Regions from separate parts of the Sus scrofa genome. Here region 1 is linked to region 2. The links are chromatin contacts, called in public Hi-C maps. All regions are on one chromosome and are shown on one strand. Each heading gives the region's core, a stretch centred on a gene start, on an enhancer-like site or on the middle of the called end of the contact. The rest is flanking DNA. Distances are from core to core; before and after follow the strand shown. Region 1 overlaps NAT10 (RNA cytidine acetyltransferase). Region 2 overlaps CAT (catalase).

What was found. Hi-C and Micro-C count contacts between places; a contact is called where the count stands out from the background.
Region 1: a Hi-C map of alveolar macrophages shows a contact between it and region 2, with 2.9 times the contacts expected there. The contact joins two enhancer-like sites. A contact is called at or near these places in 11 of 47 Hi-C or Micro-C datasets (alveolar macrophages, embryonic fibroblasts, fetal skeletal muscle and 7 more) and 2 of 2 datasets of contacts at active chromatin or transcription factors (alveolar macrophages and skeletal muscle).

Annotation. Positions count from the first base shown.
Region 1 is chr2:26,794,176-26,801,297 of Sscrofa11.1, reverse strand. It overlaps NAT10 (RNA cytidine acetyltransferase), which reads left to right. Exons shown (of 29, transcript XM_003122875.5): 16 at 626-742; 17 at 1,756-1,857; 18 at 1,947-2,021; 19 at 2,609-2,725; 20 at 3,558-3,691; 21 at 3,898-3,946; 22 at 7,073-7,122. Among named protein-coding and RNA genes, the nearest start is that of NAT10, 29 kb to the left of the region's middle. Within about 2 kb of position 4,842, at least 1 of the 83 cell types and tissues checked has an H3K27ac peak or open chromatin away from gene starts, as enhancers often do. A contact at or near this core is called in alveolar macrophages, where this site is marked.
Region 2 is chr2:26,494,283-26,501,949 of Sscrofa11.1, reverse strand. CAT (catalase) reads left to right here. Exons shown (of 13, transcript NM_214301.2): 11 at 5,045-5,152; 12 at 6,890-6,973; 13 at 7,562-7,667. The coding sequence ends at 7,627. Among named protein-coding and RNA genes, the nearest start is that of CAT, 36 kb to the left of the region's middle. Within about 2 kb of position 6,114, at least 4 of the 83 cell types and tissues checked have an H3K27ac peak or open chromatin away from gene starts, as enhancers often do. A contact at or near this core is called in alveolar macrophages, where this site is marked.

The DNA of each region.
Region 1 (7,122 bases), core at 3,593-6,092, 300 kb before region 2:
AAGGGCCTCACCCGTGGCGTATGGAAGTTCCCAGGCTAGGGGTCAAATTGGAGCTACAGCTGCCGGCCATAGCCACAGCCATGGCAAAGAGGGATCCGAGCCACTTCTGGGACCTACACCACAACTCACAGCAATGCCAGATTCTTTAACCAACTTAGTGAGGTCAGGGATCGAACCCGCATCCTCCTGGACACTAAACGGATTTGTTTCCACTGCGCCACAATGGGAACTCCCTAGGCAGCATTTTTATGAACACCCTTTAATGGAAGGCTGAGGGTGTTAGAAGTGGTGAGAGGTTTTCCTGAAATAGCAGCCTCTAACCAGGAAGAAGTTCCCTTCCCAGCTGTGGAGGATACAGCACTAACTAAGCAGTTCTCTGCCCCAGCCCTGTAGCCTCAGCACTCGTGCTGAGGTGACAGCAGACACTGGAGGGGGTCCCACTCAGGCCGTTACAGAGGGTCTCAGGCTGGCTGGCCGACGTGTGGGGAGCCAGCACGTTGATGGGTTTCAGCACATTGCTGGGCTTTGGGGAAGGCGGGGTCTCCAGTCACCGGATGATGCTGGCATAGCCTCGAGTGAGGACAGGAGGAGGAGTGCTTCTCACTGACGGGTTTGTGCCCCACAGAACTCCCCCAACGATCTCCAGATGCTCTCTGATGCACCTGCTCACCATCTCTTCTGCCTCCTGCCGCCCGTGCCCCCCACCCAGAATGCCCTTCCAGAAGTGCTTGCTGTCATTCAGGTACGGAAGCTGAGGGGTCCTTGAGGCACTGACTTGAGGAACTGCTTGGGATCGGGGATTAGTTCCTTGGTCACTGCAGCTGGCGAGGGCAGGCTGTCGACTCCTGGTCTGGAGGCAGTGGCAGGGTGTATCCAGGCAGGCGATTGGGGTGTGCTGAAGGAAACCATCTCCCTGACACAAACCCAAAGTCCCACAGTTTGAGGATGGGTAAAAGCCAGAACCAGCCACTCATATTTTGACTTACGGCTCCTTCTGAAAGAGAACTTTGGAGACTTTGGAGTTCCCTGGTAGCCTAGTGGGTTAAGGAGCTGGCATTGTCACAGTTGTTTGATCCCTGGCCTGGGAACTTCCACATGCCGTGAATGCGGCCATAAAAAAAAAAAAGAAAAGAAATTTTTTGGTTTTCCTTCTTTATTGCAAAAGAAATACACGATACTTGTAAAATTAGATACAGATTGGAAAAAATAACATTTTTAATGGCTGGCATGTATTTGTCCATTTATCATTTTTTCTTTGGGTAAATATGGGGTCATAGCATTTGTTCATCTGTTTTCTTCCCCAGTGTGTCAAATATTCATAATCCGCACACTCATTAAAGACTGCATTGTATTTCATTACACGCACATACCACACTATGTTTATCCATCCTCTGTTAGAGCCTTGGGTCATTGTGAATTTGCGCAGTTCTGTGCAGAGCCGAGAGAGTGTCCTGCGTCTTAGTGGTGAACCCACCTGTACACCCTGCGTGGAGACCCTCTGCTGGCGTGTTTTGCTCTCTGGGCCAGGAGGGTGTCTGGAGTCTGCCTTCTTAGCAACAGTGTCAGGGTGCCCACGGGACATAGTAATGAAGTTTTCCCAACATTTCCCATGGCTGTGTTGGTTAGAGGCTTAAGCGTGAGCTGGAGTGGAAACAGCCGGCCTAGCCAGAGGAACGGGCGAGCTGGCAAGCTTCCGTGGGTGGGCTCTGAACTTGGAGCCTGCCTTCCGTCTGCCCTGCCCTGCTTCCCCCACAGGTGTGCCTCGAGGGGGAGATTTCACGCCAGTCCATCTTGAACAGCCTGTCCCGAGGCAAGAAGGCTTCGGGGGACTTGATTCCATGGACAGTGTCGGAACAGGTGATGCACTTTCTCTGGTGTGTCTGCGCGAGTGCAGCTGGCTGTGTTGGAGCCTGCATTGTTAAGTTACGGCTCGTGTCTCCCCACAGTTCCAAGATCCAGACTTCGCTGGCCTTTCTGGTGGAAGAGTTGTTCGCATTGCTGTTCACCCGGATTATCAAGGGGTAAGGTGCCCTGGTGCCTTCAAACCTGATGTGCTGTTATGAGCCACAGCTGTGTTGCTGGCCACTCCTTAGGGCAGGTGCACTTGTTTAAATACGAAGCTGGTCAAGGAGTAGAAGTTCCGGGAAGCTGGTCACGGATTAGCAGATCCGAGCTCCCCTCTGCTGTGGGTGGTTTTCCCAGGGCTGGGGGTGGGCGGGTGGGCAGGGTCATGGGATGTGCTCACCCTTCCTTCGTGAGGACAGGGGACCTGTGAGCCAGATCTGCTTCCCATGGTTACCTCCTGCCTCATCAAAGACCCCAACGAGGAGTTAGGTGTAGAGTCATCTGTTTGGAGCTGGCTGACCTGTGGACCAGAAAGCACAGCCAGTCATCCTCACGCTCATGTGGCAGGTGGGCTGCTCTTGATGGGCCAGGCAGCTGGAGAGGGGGAGTCATTCCACACTAAGGGGCTCTGCTTCAGCCCGTTGAGGGGTTTCATTGGATCTCGGCATGAAGGCTTTCTAGAAGCAATACAGGGGCGCAGAAGTTGTTTGGACTCTGAGGACATTTCTCTTCCCTTCGCCTGTTCCCCCGGGTTTGCTTCCAGATGGGCTATGGCAGCCGAGCCCTGCAGCTGCTGCAGATGTACTACGAAGGCAGATTCCCTTGTCTCGAGGAGAAGGCCCTCGAGACGTCACAAGAGATTCACACCGTCAGCAGTGAGGTGAGCGCCGTCTGGCCGAGCTCCGGCTTCCCGGGAGACGGATTGCCTGGGTCCTTGGGAGCCTCGTGGGCCACTGGCTGTGGGCTGGGCTCTCAGCTCTAGCGGCAGGTTTCCTCGCTGATTTAGGAGAAGCTGCTCTTTCTCCCCGTGGGGCCCTTGGATGAGCTTCATCAGCATCACCTGGGAACTTGGTAGAGCCCGGTTCTTGAGCTGGGCCCAGACCGCCTCGAGCCGAGGCTCCGTGCGGGGCCCAGTGGTCTGCCTTAACAAGCTCCCACGTGAAGCCGATGCATGTTCCGGCTTAAAACCACTGCTTTTCAGCCTTCTCCTCTTCGTACTGAACCCAAGCCGAGGGAAGCTCCGTCTTCCTGGGTAGGAGTGAGTAACGCTAGGAACCGGGGCGGCTTTTCACACGCCTTCATCTAGTTTTTGCCGTGTGCCTGTCCAGGAGATGGGGAAAGGGACTTGTAATTAAGGTCAGGCTCAGAGGTATCAGTTCCCAAGAGCCGAGCCATCCGGTGACAAACCTGTGCCTTCAGAACCCTACCTCTGTCTCTCTGAACATCTGTTAGGCTTTTCTCAACTGTAGGCTCCTTTTGGCATCCTGGGTTCCGAGCAGTGTGAATGCACGCATGTCGAGGGGTTTGGTATCCCTTGGGGTGATCACTGGACTTAGTGGTGCTTTTATATTTTAAAAACCATGGGAACAAACCAAGAAACCTGTCCTGGTTTTTGCTGTTCATCTAGAGCCTGGTGGGACAGGGGTGCTTGGGCCTGTCGCTAACCTTTCTTCCCCCCCGCCGGGGTCCGTGCCCTCCCCTGGCATCCTCAGGCCGTCAGCTTGCTGGAAGAGGTTGTCACTCCCCGGAAGGACCTGCCTCCCTTGCTTCTCAAACTGAACGAGAGGCCCGCCGAGCGCCTGGATTACCTGGGGGTGTCCTACGGCTTGACCCCCAGGCTCCTCAAGTAAGGGTTGGCCTGCCCTTCCTGCCAGCAGCATCCCTTTGGCCTCGGGGTCCTGAATGAGCATTCGGTGGGCTGCTGCCCGCCTTGCCGGCCGCGTCTTTGTCAGCTGCCTGTTGACTCCCCGCACCCCTGGCTCTAACCAGCTTTATGTGTCAGCTGCTCCTAGAAGGCGCACACAGTGACCTGCTCTCTTTGTATCTTTACAGATTCTGGAAACGAGCTGGGTTTGTTCCTGTTTATCTGAGACAGACCCCGGTGAGTGAGGCATCTGGCAGAGGGGTTGGTGACAGGTCTGTCCTTGCAAAGCCTTGGTGCCTTGCATTGTGCTCTGAGTCAGCAGGCCTCTGTTACCAACAGGTCTGTTCTGATGGCTCCCAGAGCAGCCAGCCTCACAGAAAGGCCATGTGGTCACACCTCTTCCCCACTACACAGTGCAGTGGCTTTGTGCTCAATTCTAAGGTGGCAGAGGGTGCATGTAGACTTGTTTACCAGATTCTTCAGTCCTGTAATCTGGGAGCCTCTTTGAATTTGTGGGATTTGGGGGGGAGGTGGTTTTTTTGCTTTTAAAGGCCACACTTGCAGCATATTGAAGGTTTCAGGCTAGGGGTTGAATTGGAGCTGCAGCTGCCAGCCTATACCCCAGCCATAGCAACGCCAGATCCGAGCCACACCTGTGATCTACACCATAGCTCATGGCAACACCAGATCCTTAACCCACTGAGCAAGGCCAGGGATCGAACCTGCCTCCTTACCACTAAGCCACCATGGGCACTCCCTTTATTTTATTTTTTTTTAAAAAGGAAGAGAGTGGTTTTAGGGAAGGAGTGCAGTTGCGCAGACTCGCATCGGAAGTTGGCATCTGCAGGAGGGATGTGACTGTGGATGCCAGACAAAGAAGGGAATAGGGAAGGGGAGAGATAGTTCTCATAAAGAATTTATTTGGCACCTCCCCTGAATCAGATGGCGAGCAAGAGAAGCCACAAAGTTCAGATGGGTAGAAATAGGTAACAAGTGAATGAACGAGAAATTTTCAGGTCGTGGTATGTGCCGCCAGGAAAACCAGCTACTGAAATCATAGTGTAATGTGATGAGCAGTCAGGCTTCTGAGGCGTCGATGACCTTCCAGACCACAGCCTGAATGATGAGAGCGGACCGGCCATATGACAGGCCTGCCTGCAGGAAAGAGCATTTCCTGGAGCAGAGGGCACAGCGCGTGTGAGGACGTGGGGTGGAGAGGAAGTGGTGATTGGAGGTGCACAAGTTCAGTGTGGCCGGAGGGCCCTGAGAAGGAAAGGGTGGTGGTTCGCGGCCGGGCAGGGGGCTCTGGGCAGGGCCTGGGTTCCTTTCCTGCTCCGTTGGAGGGAGGAGTTGGGGAGAGGTGCTGGGGCTGCTGTGTAGACGAGTAGAGGCGGGGAGATGAGTGCGTGAGAGATGCGGTGGTTTGGCTGAGGAGGACGTGGTGAGCTGGAGGGAGGTGGCCAGGTGGCAAGTGTGTTGGGAGGTGAACTGATGAGATGAAGGAGGGGGAATGTGGCAGGTGAGTGAACGGAAGGCTCTGGCTAGAGCTTAGGTTTTTGGCTTGAGAGACTAGGTGAGAAACCGTGTCGGAGGTGCTGTTCGCTGAGATAAGACTCATGGCGGGAGGACCGGGTTTGGAGGTGAACGTGGGGATTGTGTTTGGCACCGTGGTGTGAGATGCCTGCGAGGCAGCTAAGTGGAAATAAGGAAGTAGGCAGTTGACTGTGGGAATCTGTAGTTCACAGGGGAGCCTGGGGCCGGAGACAAATTTGAGAGCCCTCAGCATATACAGCCTGGGGTCGAGGATTTCGAGGGGTCTGTTTCCTTCACAGCTGTACCCCCAGTACTTCATAGCATCTGTTATGTGTAGTATGTGTTCGGTAAATAATCTCATCAGTGAATAAGTTTTAAAGTTGTTAGAAATAGGAACTGAAAGCAAAGAGGATGAGTCCTTGGCGTCTCCAGTGTTTAGAAGAATGAGCCAGAAAACACAGCAAGGGAGGTGGAGAAGCAGGAGCCTTCCTTTGTAGGAGCAAGTCAGGAAGGTGTTGTCAGAAGCCAACATAAATGCATGTGTCAGGAAGGGGAATCGTTGCTGTCAGAGAGCCCATAAGATGGGGACAAACGGCCGTTGGGCTTGGTGGCATTGGTGATCTGAATGGCAGCAGTCTCGGTGGCATGGAGGGATTGGCCACCAGAGAGAGTGGGAGGTGGGGAACAGACGGAATGCACGACTCTTCCACGAAGCAAAGGGAGCAGAGGAACAAGGCGGCTGGAGGGAGGTTGGCGTTACGGCGGGTTTATCAGATGGGAGATTCTAGAACATGTTTGTGTGCTGGAGGGTATGATCCTGTAGAGCTGGCGCGAATACAGGCCACGAGGGCTGATGGCAGGAGTGCCCGCCTGGAGGAGAGGAGGGTGGGACCTGGAGTGCAGGAGGCGGGCGGAGAGCCTGGGCATGGGAGATGTCGGTCCGCTGGTTGAGTGGGTGTCGAGAGCATGAGCAAGTTCTCATTGCACCTCTTTTCCGAAAGAAGGGAGGTCAGGGGCTGAGAGGGAGTGTTGGAGGCTTGATTTGGGGAGCTCAAGGTCACTATCCCAGAGAGGTGCCCATTTGAGAGTTTAAAGTGGGGCAGGTGAGGACCGCTGGGTGGGTGGCTGCTTCCACGTGGCAGGAGCAGCTGTAGAGGGGCTGGTTCCTTGTCACCGAGTTTGGTCAAGGCTGGGGTGTAAATCTGGCAGTCAACTGCAAGGAGCACGAATCGCAGAGAGTTCAGCCCAGACCGCGGAACGCCCCTTCAGTCTCTTTCCCCGCACTGCTTGTTTGTGACTTGAATGCCCTTCGGTTGAAACCCATTAGGTAATTTTTATGGTGTTGGGCGTTGCAGTTGTGTGTAGTAAAATCTTTAAAACCCGTGGTCGCTTTTTAGCACCTAAAGGAGCCTGCACTTGTGAACCAGTTGCAGCAGGGGAACTCTAGCCACGCTGGGTTGTGGCCATGGATTTTTTTTTTTTTTTTTTTTTTTTTTTTTTACTATAAGCACCCAAGACATGCTGATTGAATCGTGTGGTGTTCAAGTTCTAATGACGCCAAGTTCAGAATCTGGCTGATTTGGGCAAGTGGCTCACTCCTCGGGTCCAGAGCAGAAGGCGTGCCCCGAAGGTCTGAGCAGGCCTGCGCCGTCACTGGGGCACCTGCTCAGAAGTGGCAGCACTAAGTGGCCTCTGAAGGCTGTCGTGTAGGCGAGGCCCCCTCTCCTGCCGGGGAGGAAGTGCGGGCCCCTGGGCGCCAGGAGCCTGCCTTCCCTGTGTTTGCCGTTTAGCAATGACGTCCTTCTTAGAAGGGGGTCTTGTGTCTCCCAGAATGACCTGACTGGAGAGCACTCATGCATCATGGTGAAGACGCTGACGGA
Region 2 (7,667 bases), core at 4,865-7,364:
CGTGTCTTACATTGAATTCAGGGACAACATCTCTGTTCATATATCAGCCCTTATATTAGATGGAGTTGAAGAGTAACTGCTTTTTTAGTACAAAGTAAGGAGACTCATTTCAGTTCCTCCAAATTTTATTGAAGGGACATAAGCGGGAGCCCTTGGGGAAGTCGTGATCTCACGGAAATCTAAGACATGGGCAAGTAGAGCCGCATCTACGAATCTGAGAGGGACAGTCCTGATTTAAGGGACTAGAACTGGATTCACAAAAGCTTTAGGAGCCTCAGTAGCCATGAATGGTGCAGGAGTTTCCACTGCTGGGCACCATCCAGGTGATTCTGCCGCTGGTCATCTGTCTGCTGATGCTTTTCTGTACTAACTGCTCATTCTTACTGGGTCCTCCCCTATTTTCCTCCTCTGTGCTTCAGAGCTTGCTGTGGCTTTGCTATGACCATAACCTAACTCTTCTTTATGGCTTCTTTCTCCCTGTATTACTTTTTTTTTTTTTTTGGACCCTATTTTACTCCTTCTGTCAATACTTCTATATCAGATTCTGGAGAGAGGAAATGGGATTTAGTCAACCCATCGTGTCACAATAGGTTGCATCAGTAGCGTTTGACCAGCCTCCAGTTAACTGCCTGGGGTCAAGTGCACACCCTGTTTCTCATCACCTGTAGCTGCCCCGGCACTGTTCTTTTAGTAAATGCAATGGAAGGGGCCTTTGACTTTGAAGAGTAGTCACCTGACTAATGTGTCCAGGGCAGCTTATACCACCCACAGGAAAAGGACAAAGTTAAAAAGTATAGTTGTCTTAGAGCTCTGCTTGAGTAGTTGTGAAACATTAAATCAGAATAGGACCTATTCTCGTTTCTTCGTTTGTAAATGTGTGTTCCAAATAAAATATACGTAAGTATATGAATGAGTTCACTGTGAAAATATCCATTTGAAAGGCATTTATGTGTATACCTATATATAAACAAGATTATTATAGTATATAAGCCATATTTAAATGAAATTAAATGTCTGCTTAAAGCCTTTTATAATAATTGCCTCATTCTTGGTGATGCAGATGATACCGAGTATATTACAGTACTGTCCCTGCTTCTCAGAGACTTTTGCCTGCATGAAGTCTACTCCAGTTTTAAACTAGCTAGTACAACTTCTGCCACAATGAATTTAGAGGTTGTTGCATACACATTAACATTTGTCATATGATCATTCTTATTTTGAGAGATTTTCTTATCATTATATCGAAGTCAAGTTTTTAATCACTCATGTTACTGCTTGTAGGTTCATAGCATAATCCTATAACTCTAAGAGTAACATGCAATATAAATAAGAAGATCCAGATTTATACTCTTAAAAATGATTCACTTGGTCTTCTGCTTCTGGTTTATGACAGACTAGTTTGCGTATCAGATCTATCCTCTCATGAGGAACATTGGAAAGCAAGATAAAAATCCAAAAAGCATCTGTTTAAAGGCTTTGGAGAATTGTAAAAGCATTAAGAATTAGAGGGGCCAAGATTTTGGACAGAAAAGAAGTGCAGAGATGTGAGCTTGATATTTATTCTTCTTTTCTCATGAGGCATTTATTACTTTGTAAGTCTTGGCCAAGATACTGAGCAGAGTTTATAGCGTTTTCATGGGTCTGGAGGGATAAAAATTGGGGTTCAAGGCCTGCTAAGAAAGAGGGCCTCTGGTTAACATCCCAGGCATGCGTTGGATCCCTGAAGGGCCATGCCTAGAAATAAGGGCAAAGCTGCAAAAATTAAAGCCCAGTTTTACACCAGCTCAGTCTCAGGCTGGGTTAAGGTGATCTCCCTTTATCCTAACTATCTGCCAGAAGCAAACATAAGCCTTTGGAGGAAAATAGAACCTCAGATTATCTCTCCGTGTTTTCATATGCAAATACCTGGCAGTCGGTAATAAGTCAGCAAGCATACTCAAGACCTGAGACCTTACAACTGAAAACCAAGAGGGAGAAAAAACCTGGCAATAGAAACAAACCTACTGGAGCTTCAGATAATGGAATTGTCAAATATAGGTTTTAAAATAACTGCAAATAGGAGTTCCCGTCGTGGCGCAGTGGTTAACGAATCTGACTAGGAACCATGAGGTTGCGGGTTCGGTCCCTGCCCTTGCTCAGTGGGTTAAGGATCCGGCGTTGCCGTGAGCTGTGGTGTAGGTTGCAGACGCGGCTCGGATCCCGAGTTGCTGTGGCTCTGATGTAGGCCGGTGGCTACAGCTCCGATTAGACCCCTAGCCTGGGAACCTCCATGTGCCACGGGAGCGGCCCAAGAAATGGCAAAAAGACAAAAAAAATAAAAATAAAAGTAAATAAATAAATAAATAAATAAATAAAATAACTGCAAATAATATGTTCAGGAAAATAGCAAATAGATGACAACATGGCGAATTTAATAAGAGAACTTTAATCTATAAAAACAGTGAATGGACCTTGGGGTGGAAATGCTATAAAATTTGGTTGTGATGATCATTGTACAACTATAAATATAATAAAATTCATTGAGTAATTAAAAAAATGGAAAATAAATTAAAAAAAAACAGTGAATGGACATACTAAACTGGAAAATTCAACAACTAACATTAAGCATTAGTAAATGAGTTTAAAAGAAGATTAAATATAGCCAAAGAGAGGATTACTGAATTGGCAGATAGGGCCATAGATATTATCAAGACCAGCTCATGAAGAGAGGAAAAAAAGAATTTTTCTTCATTATGAGAAACTGTTTAGAGATTGAGGAGGCAAGCCACAGGGTGGGAGAATATATTTGCAGTTCCTCTAACAAACAACTCATGTACATACAGTCCATGTCAGGAACTCCTACAGAGTAATAAGAAAAAGGCAAATAAATAGAAAAAGGGACAAGAGACTTGAATAGACACTTCACAAAAGAGGGTGTTCAAATGACTGAAAAGCATGCAGGAAGGTGGTTTATTTTACTAGTCACCAGGGATATGCAGAATAAACAGATACCACTATGTACGCATCAGAATGACTAAAATGAAAAAGGCTGTGTACCAGATACTGTGAGAACAAGAAACAGCTCCAACGTGAGTATAAATTGGTTCAGATGTTTCAGAGAACAGCTTGTCAATATTCAAAACTGAACACACACATGTCTTTGGACCTAGTAAGTGCATTCCTATGTAGATTCCCAGTAGAAATGTGTACCTGTGAGCATCAGAAGACATATACAACACGGTTCATTCACATCACCCAAGTGTTCATCAACCAAGCTTGGATAAAAAAGCCTTAGTATATTCCCACAGTTGTGGAGCAATGAAAATTCACGAAGTATGCAGACAAGCAGTAACCGAGATGAATCTTCCAAGTATGACATTGAGCAAAAGATCAAGCATATAGCCTGTATGATCCCACTTGTGTACATTTCAAAAAGAGCGAAAACACAGAATATTAGAAGTAAAAAAAGTTGCCCTCGGGAAGGCCACTGGAGAAAGGGGGGTAATGACTGAGGAGGGATATTGCAGGTGATTTCTGAGCTGAGCGTTTTCTGTCTTGATCTGGGTGGTTGTGACACACTTGTGTTCACTGAAGTCATTGACCTTAACACTTATGTTTGGTATTCTTTACTGTAGGCATGTTACACTTAAAAAGAAAAAAAAAAAATCATTCTCTTACTTGTATAGACTAGTAAAAATGTGGCTTTTCCTTTAAGAGGAATTTGGCCCCACTCTTAAAGCTCTGTGGTTAAAGTGTTGGAGCAGGTAAAGCGACGCAGAATCGTTATCTGGTTAATAAAATGGAACAGCTGCCCCGTCAGTGGAGCCCATGCTCTCCTGTAGTGAGCCGGTGAGCTGTGTGTAGGTGGTGGTTGTTAGCCAGACGTGAGAAAATGCAAGTCAGATCTTTGTGGATACTCCTTTAGTTTGACTTCAAAGTTTCAAGCTGCCTTTTTCTGAACAGTGGTGAATGCTGAAGCTAGGGTTGAGGTCTGATATTTGATAACTTAGAAAAGCTATGAATATTTGATATTTTATGAATTTGCTACTTTGTATATTTTTGGACTTTATAAACATTGATAGAACAGCAGTACATAGGGTAATGCCTGGTGCATTATAGGTGCATGATAAGTATAAAATAATGAATCAATGAATAAATGAATGAAATATTAGAATAAAATCATAGTTCATAACTTAGAAATGATTGGTTTCAGAATTGAGCAGAGGCTCTTAGGATGCATATACCTAGTACTGAGCTTTTATTTTTATTTTCTTTATTTTTAATTTTCTTGTCCTTTTAGGGCCACACCCATAGCACATGGAGGTTCCCAGGCTAGGGGTCTAATCGGAGCTGTAGCTGCTGGCCTATGCCACAGCCACAGCCATGCCAGATCTGAGCTGCATCTGTGACCTACACCACAGCTCTCGGCAATACCGGATCCTGAACCCACTGAGCGAAGCCAGGGATCGAACCCGCAACCTTGTGGTTCCTAGTTGGATTCGTTTCCGCTGTGCCACGATGGGAACTCCTGAGCTTTTATTTTTCACTTTAACCTATGGATATTCATTTAGAGGTAAACCCAATAATCTAAGCAAAATACCATTAACATCTGTCTTCTCCAAGAAAACTTGGCTTCTGACCTATTTAATGAATTAGGGTGTTTTCCTCTTTGGTTCTGGGTGAACTGAACAAAGGTCGTACTGTGCTGAGCTTACATCTGATGACAGCCTGCACATTCTCCACTTGTCCGTAGTAAGGTGTGGTGGCACTTTTAATTGTAGGTGCACGACCTTCTATTTATAAGAGATTCATAAGCTGTGACCACAAAGAACATTACTAAAAAGAAGTTTTGAGCTATCATCTCCCTGTTTTACTTAAAATGAAATAAAACGAAAAGTAAGGAACTCAACATGTGACAGTTTCAACTGTCATTTTAAATTATTCATTCTTGTTATACCAACAAGAAATCTCACATCTCTCTTTCAAAAGTGACATTTGGGGTGAGTTTTGTTTGTGATGAAGTGGTTATTTGATTCTCTGCACTGTGCCCATTTTTATTGAACAGGTGCGGACTTTCTATTTGAACGTACTGAATGAGGAGGAGAGGAAACGCCTGTGTGAGAACATTGCGGGTCATCTGAAAGACGCACAACTGTTCATCCAGAAGAAAGCGGTGAGTGCTACTCTGTCAGCTAAAGGGTGGCACCTGCTGGCAGGAGAAGAGAATGCAGCTATGTGAGAGAACCCTGCAAAGGGAAAATGTCATTTTTTTTACTTGAGCCTAACAGACTTAAAAAATTAGTATGAATCCTCAATCAACCTTTGATTCTTTCCTCTCTGTGTTCTATCTCCAGTGGATATGCCATAGCCATTGACCCTTAGTTTGGTCTAATATGTGGTAATTTAGTGGCGTTTAGGGTCCGTTGTCTTCTATGCTGTTCAATTCGACTGCCGTCAAATTCTATGTAGGACAATATTGTCCAATATCAAAATGTGAGTCCTGCCACAATTTTGCTTAGATTTGAGATAATAAGAAATAATTTTTATGGTTTGAGGTCTGCCTGACCTTTTATGTTACAATACCTGACCCTCCTTCAGAAGCAACTAGAAACGTGCACGTTTTCTGGGAAAAGGGCTAAGCTGCTTCCAAAACTCATGCTGACCTTTTGTGCTGAGGTGCCAGGGGATTTCTGATGGTAGCTCATTGTGCTTTGTACTCACAGTGGTCTTCAGACCTGCCACAGGAGTCTGCCTCTTGTAAACTTAGGGACCAGCTATTTCCTTGTGTCTTGGTTGCTGCTTTGATCAGAGAGGTAGCTGCTGGGATGAGTTCTGAGGCCTGGAGACAAGTACCAGCAGGCAAAATTCCAGCAGGCAAAATTCTGTGTCTCTAACTGTCTTTCACGAGTGTGTGTATGGCAGGTGCCCACTTGTACTTCTTGCTGTCTTGGGCAGAGAGCCTGACTGTTGCACTGCGAGGTAGATGGGGCGGATTTTTTTCGTCTTTGATGAGAATAAGACAGTTTGTAAGTAGCAGAACTGGGCTCAAACCCTTGACCTTCTTATCCTCTCACATGTACTGTGGTTGCAAGGCCTCCTGCAGATTCTTGATGACTCACCTCCTGCTGTCTGCTTGGTCAGGAATTCTTGCTTAAAGTATGTGAAGTTGGGAGGTCCCTCTATGGCACAGTGGAAACGGATCCAAGTAGGAACCATGAGGCTGCGGGTTCGATCCCTGGCCTCGCTCAGTGGGTTAAGGATCCGGCGTTACCAGGAGCTGTGGTGTAAGTTGCAGATGCGGCTTGGCTCTGGCATTGCTGTGGCTGTGGCTGTCGCCAGCAGCTACAGCTCCGATTAGACCCCTAGCCTGGGAATCTCCATGTGCTGCTGGTGTGGCCCCAGAAGAGACAGGAAATAAAAGTATGTGAGGTTACCCAGCAGGGGCCAGTGTTTGATTGCTCACTTTAAATTCAGGCAGTATCTGGGCGTGTTTCTTAATACAAATCACTAAAATTTGTTGAGTTACTCTGAGGTTGGCTCTTTATATGCCATCCGTACAGCTCACCTCATAAGGTGTTTTTCTCACAATACTCTTTGAGGTGGATTTAACGGTCTCATGTTTATGGAGGGTGGATATCGGACAGTATGAGACAGGTTGAATTATCTCACTTATTTTATGGGGAGTGGATATTGAAGCTCTGCTGAACGGCTTCTCCAAGGTCGCCCAGCCAAGATATGTCCGGGTTTTCTCCAGACCCTGCACGTCTTTACTCCATTGGTAAATCCTGTGGCTCTGTGTTCGGTGGAAGTGTCCTTCTGTACCTGTGGAGTGACCGCTGTGAAGCAGACCCTGGGGACTGGCCTAGGAGGGGGCTGGGGGGATGTTTACAATATTTTCATTTGGTTTCAGGTCAAGAACTTCAGTGACGTCCATCCGGACTATGGGGCCCGCATTCAGGCTCTTCTGGACAAATACAATGCTGAGAAACCAAAGGTGAGCCCTGAGCAGCTCAGCTGTGCCGGGGAAGGCATGTCTGGATCCGCACACTGGGCTTCCTGTTATGTTGATTCTCTTCAGGGACAACTCTTCCAATTCTTTTTTTTTTTTTTTTTTTTTTGTCTTTTTGCTATTTCTTGGGCCGCTCCCGCGGCATATGGAGGTTCCCAGGCTAGGGGTCCAATCGGAGCTGTAGCCACTGGCCTACACTAGAGCCACAGCAACGCGGGATCCGAGCCATGTCTGCAACCTACACCACAGCTCAGGGCAACTCCGGATCGTTAACCCACTGAGCAAGGGCAGGGACCCAACCCGCAACCTCATAGTTCCCAGTCAGATTCATTAACCACTGCACCACGACGGGAACTCCTCTTCCAATTCTTAAGCCACTGTTCAGAATCTCGTTTGAAACAGATAGAAAGAACACACACTCTTCATTTTAGCCCTGGGCAGGATAAGACAGTTTAAGGTGAACACATTTTGAATGGTTACTTTCATCGGAGCACAAATTAAAGCTAAGATAAATACCAAGTTGCTGCTGTCGAGTGAGTTAATTAACCTGCTGGTCTTGTTTTTTTGAAACAGAATGCAGTTCACACCTATGTGCAGGCTGGATCTCACTTGGCTGCAAGGGAGAAAGCTAACCTGTGAGGGTCGGGGGCCCTGATCCTGCACCAAGTTGCCGTCTGCC